Linked DNA regions of Gossypium hirsutum: region 1 is linked to region 2. A link is a contact called in public Hi-C data. All regions are on one chromosome and are shown on one strand. Each heading gives the region's core, a stretch centred on a gene start, on an enhancer-like site or on the middle of the called end of the contact. The rest is flanking DNA. Distances are from core to core; before and after follow the strand shown.

Evidence for each region. Hi-C and Micro-C count contacts between places; a contact is called where the count stands out from the background.
Region 1: a contact with region 2 is called in a Hi-C map of leaf, with 1.8 times the contacts expected there. The contact joins two enhancer-like sites. A contact is called at or near these places in 2 of 34 Hi-C or Micro-C datasets (both in leaf).

What each region holds. Positions count from the first base shown.
Region 1 is chrA01:42,148,793-42,154,884 of Gossypium_hirsutum_v2.1, forward strand. No RefSeq gene overlaps it. Among protein-coding and RNA genes, the nearest start is that of LOC107916784, 44 kb to the left of the region's middle. Within about 2 kb of position 3,134, at least 7 of the 9 cell types and tissues checked have an H3K27ac peak or open chromatin away from gene starts, as enhancers often do. A contact at or near this core is called in leaf, where this site is marked.
Region 2 is chrA01:41,864,124-41,869,987 of Gossypium_hirsutum_v2.1, forward strand. No RefSeq gene overlaps it. Among protein-coding and RNA genes, the nearest start is that of LOC107922017, 29 kb to the left of the region's middle. Within about 2 kb of position 4,513, at least 7 of the 9 cell types and tissues checked have an H3K27ac peak or open chromatin away from gene starts, as enhancers often do. A contact at or near this core is called in leaf, where this site is marked.

The sequences.
Region 1 (6,092 bases), core at 1,884-4,383, 280 kb after region 2:
TCATATGCTTTACTCATATCAAGTTTTAGAGCAAAGTTTTTCTTCGTTGTTCCTCTCTTTCTTTTGAATGAATGCAAAATTTCGTATGCCACGAAAATGTTGTCTGTGATTTTCCTTTCCGGTACAAACGCCCTTTGTGTGTCTTCAATGCATAAGTCCAGCACTGTAAACAAGTACCTTTGAGATAATTTTGTAGATCACCTTGCAAAAACTAATGGGGAGAAACTTAGTCATTGACTTTGGTGACTTTTCTTTGGGAATAAGAACAATGCTTGTTTAATTTATCTCTTCTACGCTTCTTCGTCCATTTGAGAACATCCAAACAATATGTAGTCACATCCTCCCCTATTATATGCCAGTACTTTTGATAGAATATTGCCGGATACCCATCCTTCCCTGATGCCTTGAGGGGTGCTATAGATTTTATCGCCTCAACAACTTCTTTTACTTTAAATATTGTGATTAGCATACTGTTATGTTCCTTCGTAATGCATGGCAAAAAGGACTCAAACACTGTATCACAATTACTTACCTCTGTAGATGAGAACAGCTCGTTGAAATACTCGGTAGCCAAATTAGTGACTCCCTCCATATTGGTAATAAAATTCCCCGCTTCATTTTCTAACCCCGCAATTAGATTTTTCTTTTTCGTTGTGTCGCACTCTTATGAAAGAATGTCGTATTTCTATCCCCCATACGAAGCCAATTAACTCTTGCTCTTTGTTCCCAGAACAGTTCCTCCTTATCCGCTTCAAAATTCAACTCTAATTTAATGTTTGTAATTTCCTCCAACACTTTATCACTAATTTCGCCTGCTCCTAATTTGCTCAACCTATCATTTAGTTCTTTCGTTCGTCGTTCGGTCTGCGTTTTCTCCTGTTTTACCCAATTACTCAAAGTTAACCCCAAGTTCTTTAGTTTCTCCAACACATCCAGATTATTTGAGTTCCACTCCCATTTTAATCGCTCCTCAAATCCTGCCTCCAGAATCTAGTCTGCATTAAATCAAAAATGACCTTGTTGTCTCCTTCCTCGCAATCCCTCCTCCCTACCGGTTTCTACCATGATTGGACAATGATCTGAAAAATTGTGTTGCAAATGACAGACTTTATACCCTGGGAAAAGATCCCACCATTCTGAGTTAGCTACCCCTATCAAGTTTCTCCCTAATATTGTTGTCAAGCAGACGACCTCTTTCCCAAGTGTATCATTGTCCCGAAAACCCCAAATCGTATAACTCACAGTATTCAATTGCCTCCCTGAATGAAGCCATCTGTCTTTCCTCCCGAATTCTTCCCCCTTTCTTTTTAAAAGAAAAAAAAATTTCGTGAAAATCTCTGGTAACCAGCCAGGGCTTGTTATTTTTGCTTTTTAAAAATCTTAGTAAGTCCCATGATTCTCTTCTTTCTTGCTCCACTGGCGCTCCATAAAATCTTGTAAACCTCCATGTATCTAACTCATCTTCATTCGCCACCTCCACATCAATGTAAGATTTTGAAAAGCTTTTCAAAGTTAAATTCAAACCCTCTTTCCATCCTAATGACAATCCTCCTCTCGTGCCAATTGCATCTATGTCGATTCCATTCAAAAAGCCACATTGCCTTTTTATTGCCTCCATTCGTTTGCTCGAAACCTTTGTTTCCATAAGAAACAAAATTTGGGGTCGAATATATCTCAATTTGTTTTTGAGACGTCGAACTGTCCGTGGTTGCCCCAACCCACGAACATTCCAGCTAAGAAATTTCATTATGCCCGGTCAGCCACCTTATGAGTGGCCGCCGATATATCGTTCTCCAAACCCTCTTTCGATAGTTTCCTAAAATCCCTAGAGATTCCCCTTTCTACATTAATCCTTTGCCATTTTTTACCATCCACGATTTCCATTAACATGTCTTCTGAATCCTCTTCTACCCCCTTACCTCCAACTGGATCGTAATAACTTGGCTCCTTATGTTCAGATTTTTCCTAAGCTATCGTGTGAAACATCCCCAGGGGCCCACTTCCTCTTTCTCCTCATTATTATTTGTAGCCTCCCCTCCAGCTTTCCTTACGCTTCTTTCCCTATCTATTTTCATGTCCTGCCATTTATCTATATCTGACTCCTCTCTAATCCACTTGCTCACTACTTGTCTTCCTCGTCTTAGTGCAGCACGTAATGTCAAATCCCATCCAAATTCCATATGCTGATTCCCCATTCTTAATCTGACCTTGCAATAATTTTCACCATGACCCAGTCGGCCACAAATAAAACAAAAAGTGACAACCTTTCATACTGGAATAAAACATAAATGAATCTATTCTGCCCAATGCCTATGCACTTCTTCCTTTTAAGTGGTAAACGAACATCAATTATAGACCTAATTCTCATGAATTTACTAACCCCTCTTGTCATCAATGATGAATCATATTCCACAAATTTACCAACAAAATCTCCAATTTGACGTGCCGTTTCCTCTTATGTGTAACCCATAGGTAAATTGTGTACCTGAACCCAAAAGATCGTATGCCAAAAGGGAACTGAATTAGGGTCTTCACCCCCTACTAATTTGTGAAAGATAATAAGATGGCGATTAAAAAACCATGGTAGACTATCCAGGACTCAATTCAAATCAATTTCACTGTAAAATCTGAATAAAATCCTCTCATCCTCCATCTCAGTAATGGTCACCCCTCTCAACGGGTGCCATAAATCGGCTAAAGTATTTTTTAATGCAGGAAAATTCACAATACTATCAGTAAGAACTCTCCCTACCAAGCACAGTTTATACAAATGTTCCACAGCAGTATCTTCTCCCAAAACCAGCATGGGATCTTCCTCTTCACCCATAATATTGAGATTAGCAAGATCTGTATCCACCAGATCAATATTATCCATGTCATACCTCAAGGCGGCAGCAAGATCCAAACCCTAAAGAATACTATTCATGCTAGAAAACAGACCAAAGAAAAAACCCTAATTCGTGCTACAAGGCAGACTCTAGTTCTCAATTTTATTTGATAATAACTTAAAATTAAAAGTAAGGGAACAATAAAATAAAAATTACAACGTTCCATTGGAAATGTGCTATCTCCGCTAATGGCCAGTCAAAAATTGTGAACCAATGAGGCACCATCCCTCAACTGAAGCTGCTCTAAACAGCCTAGTGAGCTAAGGTGGAGAGCAAATTGTACTATGGAGGCCAACACACCGGATGAAAACACTAATATAATGGGAGTTTTAGGTGGTGTTTGATAAATTGAAAAATTATGTATTATAGTTTAACTATTGAATTTAAATTATAAAATTTATTTAGTATAATTTTTAAAATTAAGTACAAAATAGAATTGGATTGTATGATAGATGTACCTTTTAGAAATTTAAAGATTTTAGTTAATAAAATAAAAATAATTGAAATTTTTTTTACATTAAGTAATAAGTATCTCATTATGTGCTTATCATTTTTCACTTTTTTTTTTAAATTAAAAATCCTATCATTTATTTTCTACCACAAATGATCACACGTACTTAAAATATTAAATTATTGAAAATATTTAATTACAATGGATTTAATTTTTTCAATAAATTGTTAAACAAAGTCTTAGTCTAAATATATTAATACTGTTCGTTTGTTAAAAAAATTAAACTCATTAGGCCAAGTTGGATTTCTTTTTATTTGACAAATTAGTAAAAATTAACTATTTTGATAATCACTAATTTTTGTTGTCACATATATTTAACGAGATTTTATCTGCTTAATCATTTAATTAATTTATTAAATAATGTAATTTTAGTTAAGTAAAAATAATATTAATCGTTAATAATTTTAAAAACAAATAAAATATATAATTAATTTTAATAATTTTAATATTATAATAATTTATTAATTAATAATATATATGAAAATAATGTTATTATTTCTATTGAAATTTAAAAATATATTGCCATGTTAATTAATTTCACATTAATATAATAATGTTAATTAATCTTACTTTTGTTATTATCACATAATAATTAGTAATATATTAATATATTTTTAATGTTAATTTAGTAATATAATAAACAATAAAGAAAATTTTATTAGTTGAAAAGTTTCTTCAAACATATACTTTTACATATATCTATATATATATATTAGTTTTCTAAATTACGAGCATTGTACTTGAATATATGCATTTAATTATTTTTATTATTTGAAAAAATTATGTTTTCTTATAAGTAATTAATGCAAGTAATCGTTATTAAGTTAATTAAAATATACCAAAAATCCTATCACACATGTATATATATAAAAACCATAAATTTAGAACATAAATGTATATTTAAGAATAACATACAATAAATAATAAAACATATGGTTTGAAACTAATAAATCAAAATAACACATGAAATGTGTACAATATTAAAATAAAAAAAATTAGATTAAATTATGAGTAAAACAAAAGTTAAACACATAAATACATAAAATAAACAATACTAAAAAAAATTGATGGAGATAATAGTGTGTGCATAATAAAATTAAAATGTATAAAATATCTCAAAATAAAGCTTTAGTTAATGGTAAATTAAAGGTTTTACTAATGCGATTGGTGTAGGTTTGAATTCTATCATATGAACTTTATTACTCAAAAATGCCGAAAATATTTCAAAATTACTAGATTAGGCCGATTTTTGGAAAAATTACAGGAATAGGTTGATTTAGGGAAAACCCTTCCAGTTGGGAGCATTTTTAGGTGGAATGTAGAAAAACGCTTCTAGCTGGAAGCGCTTTCCGCGTGTTACCAGTAAAATGCTTCCAGCTGGAAGCGCTTTCCGCGTGTTACCAGTAAAATGCTTTCAGTTGGACACGTTCCCCCTAATGGCTAATTAAAATAACTGTTGCCCTCCCAATGGTAAAAAAACTATAAACCCCCCACCCTTACTCATTTCTCACAATATTCCCTAAAAGATCTCTCAAAATTCTCAAACCACTCTCGAAATTCTCTCAAAATTCTTTCTTAAATTTATTACTTAAATTCTATTTCTATCTAGATTATATTTTTTATTAAATTTTTTAATATTTTCTGAAAATATTTTTTATTAAAAATTAATTCGTGTTAAATAATTAACAATGGTCGGTTCTCTAATCCATTATAAAGACAAGCACATTTCTGTTAAACAATTGCAAATGGTAAGAATAATTTTTTTAATAAATTTTAATTTTGTTTCATTTTTTTATTTCACTGTTATATTTTAACTTAATATTTTTTAATTTTTTACGTAAATAGGCAGAAGATCGAATTTTACAATGCCATATTCGTAATCTACTCGTTCCTCCATCACTGTTGATCGAACCGTACTTGAGGGAAGTCGATTTTTGGCACGTGACCTTTGTAGGTTAGAGGTGTAAGTTGGACCCGAAACTCGTAAGCGCATTGTTGGAGAGGTGGAGACTCAAGAGACATACACTCCATCTTTCATGTAGTGAGTGTACTATCATTCTGGACAATGTGCTTTTATAGTTAGGGTTACTGGTGGATGGGTTGGTAGTCATCGGGTCTGTTCACTCTGTTGATTAGGAAGGCGTATGTGGTGAACTTTTGGGTTCGGTTCTGAAGACGATTTACGAAGGTTGGATCAAAATGAGTTGATTATGAAGAAATTTCGTTGGGCCTGGATGAGGATTTGACTGAAGTCAAAAAAGAATGACACGCTTGGGCGTACATCCTTTAGATCATCGGGGGTTTCTTAATGCCAAACAAGTCACGAAAACTCGTCCATCTAAGGTGGCTGTTGAAACTCATAAACTTTAGAGGAGCGAGCTAACTAAGTTGAGGGTCTGCTGTGTTTGTGACATTATACCGGGAGATGTATCGGGTGATGCAACCACGAAAAACCAAAATTGGTGGTTGCATTCTGTTACTGCAATCATGGGCACGGTATCGGTTGCCATTTTTACATCCTCAAGCAAACTAAATATATACATTGCCACTCGTAACAAGGTAAAATTCATTAGATATTACCATAATAAAATTGATTTAAATTTAAATTATTATGTTAAAAAGTTATTTAAATAGGTGGAACCATGGGCCAAGTCACGTGGGATTTCCTATTGAGCTACAAGATATACGGCTTC
Region 2 (5,864 bases), core at 3,263-5,762:
GTGCAAAAGTTTCTGTGAAGTCTATCCCATATGTTTGCGTGAAACCTCTGGCCACTAGTCTAGCTTTGTATCGTTGGATACTGCCATTGGAGTTATACTTTACAGCAAAGATCCATTTACAGCCGACAGCCTTTTTTCCTTGAGGAAGGTCTGTAATGGTCCAAGTAGCATTTTTCTCTAGTGCACAAATTTCCTCTTCAACAGCCCTTCTCCATTTTGGATCCTTTAGAGCTTCAGCTATGCTTGTGGGAACCTGTTCTTTATCCAAAGTTGCTGTAAATGCTTGAAAAGACGGCATTAATGAATTATAACCAGTAAATTTTTCAATAGGATGCTTGGTGCACTGTCTAACCCCTTTTCTAATAGCAATAGGAAAGTCATCTAGAGTAGTGGACTTACTGATTTCTTCTTCCATTTCGGCAGCTGGACCCAAATCCAATTCTCGGCAAGAATCAGATTGCAAAACAGTCTCAGGGATATGTCTTCTTTTTCTTGTGTAGACACGAAGCTGTTTGGGTGATGGTGTTTTTTGAAGACTGTCAATTGGAGTAGGTGTATTTTCAGGAAGAGTGTTTAAAGTGGGTGTAGGTGAATTAGTCATAGGTACTACAGGAGAATCAATGGGAGCATTCACAGGTGACAGATCTGCAGGTAATGGCGAACAAGATGGCAATTCTGAAGGTTGAGAATGAAGATTAGAAGGAGATACCTGTTGTGGCTGAAAATCACTCCATGTTTCCCCCTGAATTTCAGCCTGAGTGAAATAGGAATCCTGCTCATAAAATGTTATATCCATAGTGGTGAAAAATCGTTTAGAAGGAGGATGATAGCATTTATAACCCTTCTTAAGTGAAGAATACCCAACCAATACACATTTTAAAGACTTAGGATCTAACTTGGACTTATTAGGAGCAATATTTTGGATAAAAACAGTGCAGCCAAAAATTTTAAGTGGCAGAATGGAGGAGATAGGCTTAAAATGAGGAAAGTGCTGCAAAAATATAGATTGAGGCGTTTGAAATTTTAAAACCTTACTAGGCATCCGGTTGATTAAATATGTGGCAGTTAATAAGGCTTCCCCCCACAAATATTTAGGAACATTAGTGGTAAATAGAAGAGAACGAGTAACTTCAAGAAGGTGCCTATTTTTTCTTTCGGCAACGCCGTTTTGCTGTGGGATTCCAACACAAGAACTAATCTGAACTATGCCCTTTTCCTTAAAAAAATCACCTAAAGACCTAGCAAAAAATTCACTGCCATTATCAGATTTAAAGAGCTGGATTTTAGACCCAAATTGAGTGAGAACCATGTTATAAAATTGCACAAAAACACTAGCAGTTTCAGATTTATCTTTCAGCAAATAAGTCCAAGTTATCCTACTGTGATCATCAATAAAAGTGATAAACCACTTACAATTATCAGCATTCTTCACCCGAGAAGGGCCCCAAATATCACTATGGATCAAAGCAAAAGGGTAAGAAGGCTTGTATGTAGAAAGAAAATAAGATGATTTAGTATGTTTGGCAAGAGAGCAAACTTTGCAAGAAAAAAAATTAGGCCTTTTATTAATGAATAGAGCAGGAAACAATTTTGCAAGGTATTGGAAACTAGGATGGCCTAAACGAAAGTGCCATAACATAACAGTATCAACTTTTCCTAAAGCGGTAAATGACTTGGAGATCTCGATTTTAGGAGAGGTAGGGAGGATGTAGAGACCATTATGCAAGCTGGCCTTACCAATCATCTTCTTCGAGTTCAGTGCCTGCAAAGTACAATCACGATCATTAAAAATTACAGAGCAGTGCAAGTCTGTGGACAATTTACTAACAGAGATGAGATTGCACGCCAGATTTGGTACAAAGAGAACATTTTTAAGTGCAATCTGTTCATTGAGAATAACAGTGCCATGTCCCTCTATTTTGCACAAGGTACCATCAGCCGTTTTGACAGCTTTACCAAAGGTATGGAAAAAATTGTGAAACAATGCCTTGTTACCAGTCATATGATCCGTAGCACCAAAATCGAGGATCCAATTAGGAGTCAACTGGGAGGAGAAAAATGCAGTAGAAGAAAGGTTACCTTCTGGATCTTTTATGACCAGATTACCTTCACAAGACCCTTCAAGAAAATTGTTGCCATTCAATCGATGGCAGGTGATAGTCAGACCAGACGAATCTGATGGAGCATCGGAACCAGAAATATTTTCTGGATTTGAAGTAATCTCTGAAGTAGGAGAAGGAGTTTCGGACATGGTCTAGGTTGAAAAAGAAATCGTAACCTAAGCTGATACCATGTAGAAATCAGAGTATTTTTTATACTAAATAGAACATAAATCAGAGTTTTTATATACAACCTATGACACTACTTTAGGAAACTCTAAGTTAGGAAAGATACTAAATAGGAGATATGATCCCTTAAAATAAGGGATTTTAATAAAGAAAATATCTACAAAATATTCCTAAAATATTTACAGAATATTCCTACAATGCATACGCTAAAACTAGTATTATTGAGCAAAATTTTAAAATTTAAGCAAATTTCACTTAAAACATACTTTCATGAAAAAAATTAATTAACTCATATTACAATATTCCTCCCCCCTCTCACTAAAGAGAAACAATGTCCTCATTGTTTGAAAGCATCAATCAGAAGGACAAAAAATAAAGAAGTGAATGAGAATTGTGCATCAGGTAAGGTCCTAGGAAAGGGAAGTGAGTCTTATTTGTCTTCTTAAATATTTAGTCTTTCCTTGACAGAGTCAATCTTAGACATGCACATTCACATTGCCACACTTCTTCTTTTATGATAAGCATACTATAATAAACTCTTTATTATTTATGAATTTAACTTAATTTTATTATGCAAAAAAGGGAAAAATGAAAGCAAAAATATCTAAAAAGTAACTAAACCTAAAATATCCTAAAATAATAAAGAAAAAGAAACCCCATTTATTTATTTACTAGCATCCTCACTTTTCAATATTGTTTCCATTTCTTCACAACCGTCTTTGCGCCTAGTTCGTCTTTCCGGAGTGGTGAAATCATCATGCCTAGTATCCGGAGTTAGAGTCCAAGGATCAAAGGTAAAATCTGGAAATCAGGCACAAAGTCAAACGAGTTACGTGAGAGTATTCTAAATGCACCCCTTATTGAGTCGTCCCGTATTTTTGCATATCTCCAATATGCTTTTTGTTGTGGGTGCATGTGTTGTAGAATGTCCATGATTGTGGATTGATCCAATTATGCAACAGTGATAGATGATGGAAAGGTAGGTGTCGGAGCAGTTCACCCGGGATTAACAGGTTCAGTTGGTGTTGCAAAGTCAAGATAGGTAGTTGGTTCTAGTTCAAGAACTGATTCCGACATATCTGGATAATTGGGCGTTTCTACTCTAGTTGGTTCATCAAATGGTTCTGCTTGCTTCTACCTAGCATCATCACCTACTATTCTGGCTATATCAGATCTTCGGAGGGATGTGAGATTGTAGATAGAGTAAAGTGATTAATGATGGGAAACAGACATAACTAGCTTGCTTTGCAGTACACTTCTGAATTTCCTTAAGGATGATTCTTCCAACATCAATGAACCTTTCTGTCATAATAGCATACAACAAGAGCATCTGTTCCATAGAGATAGTAGAACTATGTGAGACAGGCATAAAACTAAGTTAAAAGGAAATAGAACCAAACATTTTCTATTGGTTTTAGGAACTCCCTTCAGCAAATAATATTACCAAAATTTGAAGTTATCCATTTGGTTCCAGGAACCGTAACTTCTTGCAGAACTTCCCTAAGCATCTCCCAATCAACATTTTTCAACATAGCAATATAATCGTCATTATCGATGTTAGGTTGTTCAAGCAGATCATTAATATAAGTCGAGGTTAGGGTTACCTTCTTTCCTCGAACATATACCTCTTTTGCAGTGGATAAAGTCAGGTTCACATAGAATTCCTAAACTAATTCTTCTTTCAGAGGTGGTCTGACATCATAAAATAAATTCCACCTCAATGCATATATTGTCTTTTGAAGATTGGTAGCATTGTTGTGCAGGCACCATTTGTCAAGCTAAATCCTTTGTCCAGAAGCATCGGTTGATTTTTGAAGATAAATTTAAACCTCTCCCTTGCTTCTCCGATATGGAATCAACTTTGGAGATCATCGGATTAGGATGTGTAACTTTTTTCTTTTTTCGAGACATTATACGAATAATTGGTGTGCAGGCTCGAGAGTTGTGGAAAATTGATGGGATTCGAGTCGATGAGGTGTTCAGTAATGGTGGTAGTGCCGACGAAGTGGTGGTCTGATGGCGTTGGTTAGGGTGATTGGGAGTGTGGTTCTTTGGGGTTGCAAAGGATGGAATTTGGTGGTGCAACAACCAGGGTATGTGACAGTGAGAGGTGACTAGCGGTGAAGGGTTGCAACAACGAAGGGTACAGGTAGGGTGGTGTGGTGATGTGCGGCTTTGGTTGCGGAGGGATGTTCGGCCAGTAGTGATGGTTATTTAAGGAGGAGGCAACGAAAAAAATGTTTTTTGAAAGGATAAGGTTGCAGAAGGTTGGTGGTATATGATATGTTAGGGCGTAAAGGTAGTGAATTTATAAGGATAAAACTAGGTTAAATTTTAACCTAAGGAAACACAGCTTAATACAAAGGAAGTTAGGTTAAAACAAAAAACTATTATTTACTCTAAAAATAAATATAAATATATATATGTAAATATATGCATAAATGTATATATGTATATAGATATATATTTGTTTTTATATTGGCTGCTCAAAATATTTAAAAAAAATTCAGCTATTTATTAAAAGAAATTAAATAAATAAATAACTTATGAGTCCATTAAAGTGAGGGAAGTTTTATTCCGTTTGACTACACTAGCCAAATAATGTTGAAGGTGTTGACCATTTACCTTGAACTTACTTCCCTTATCGGCCTGAAATTTGACCATTTTATAAGGAAAGACTTGGTGAATAGTGAATGACCCAGACCAATCGATACTTTTAACTTTTTGGGAAACAAACGTAGTTTGGAGTTTGACTTGCCTTGAACTCACGGTTTAATGACTCGAACTTTACAGTTATCGAAAAAAGTGTATTTTTAGGTTACTATTTTTAAAAAATAAACTCGTAAATATTTATTAAAAATATTTATAAAGTCAAATGAGTGGCTAATTAGAGTTTAATGAAGTGAATTAGCTTAAATTAAGGATAATTAGATAACAGAATTAAATTGAATAAAGTGTGAAAGTTTAATTATAGATTAAAAGAAAATGAAAAGGACCAAAATAGAATTATGCCATTTGTCCTAAGTGAGGCGACAAATTCATAAAAATCTTTGATTTTTATGCATAAATATGTATAATAAATTATTATTATGATTTTATAATTGATATTTATTAATGTTATTATTATTAATTGAATTGATATTATATTATGAAATAAATTAAATAAAGATATGTGTATGGTAATGATTTGATACAAGTGTGTTAATAAAAATACATACATTTGGAATACATGTATTTGATATTAAATAGATATTTATTATTTATAAAAGATATTTATTAATTAAATAATTATATTATAAGATATTTATATGATAAATAAATAAAAGTAAGACAAATATATGGTGCATATGGTGACATATGTGATACTAATATACATACATTTGTAAAATACATATATATTTACTTATTAAATAAGTATATTATTAAATTATATGTATTATTATTAAGTAAAAGATATTTATATAATAAATAGAAAAAAGAAAGAAAAAGAAGACAAGTGTAATAATATATATGTATACAAATGTAAAATAGATATTGGATATTAAATAGATATTTTATTATAGTTATTATAGTTAT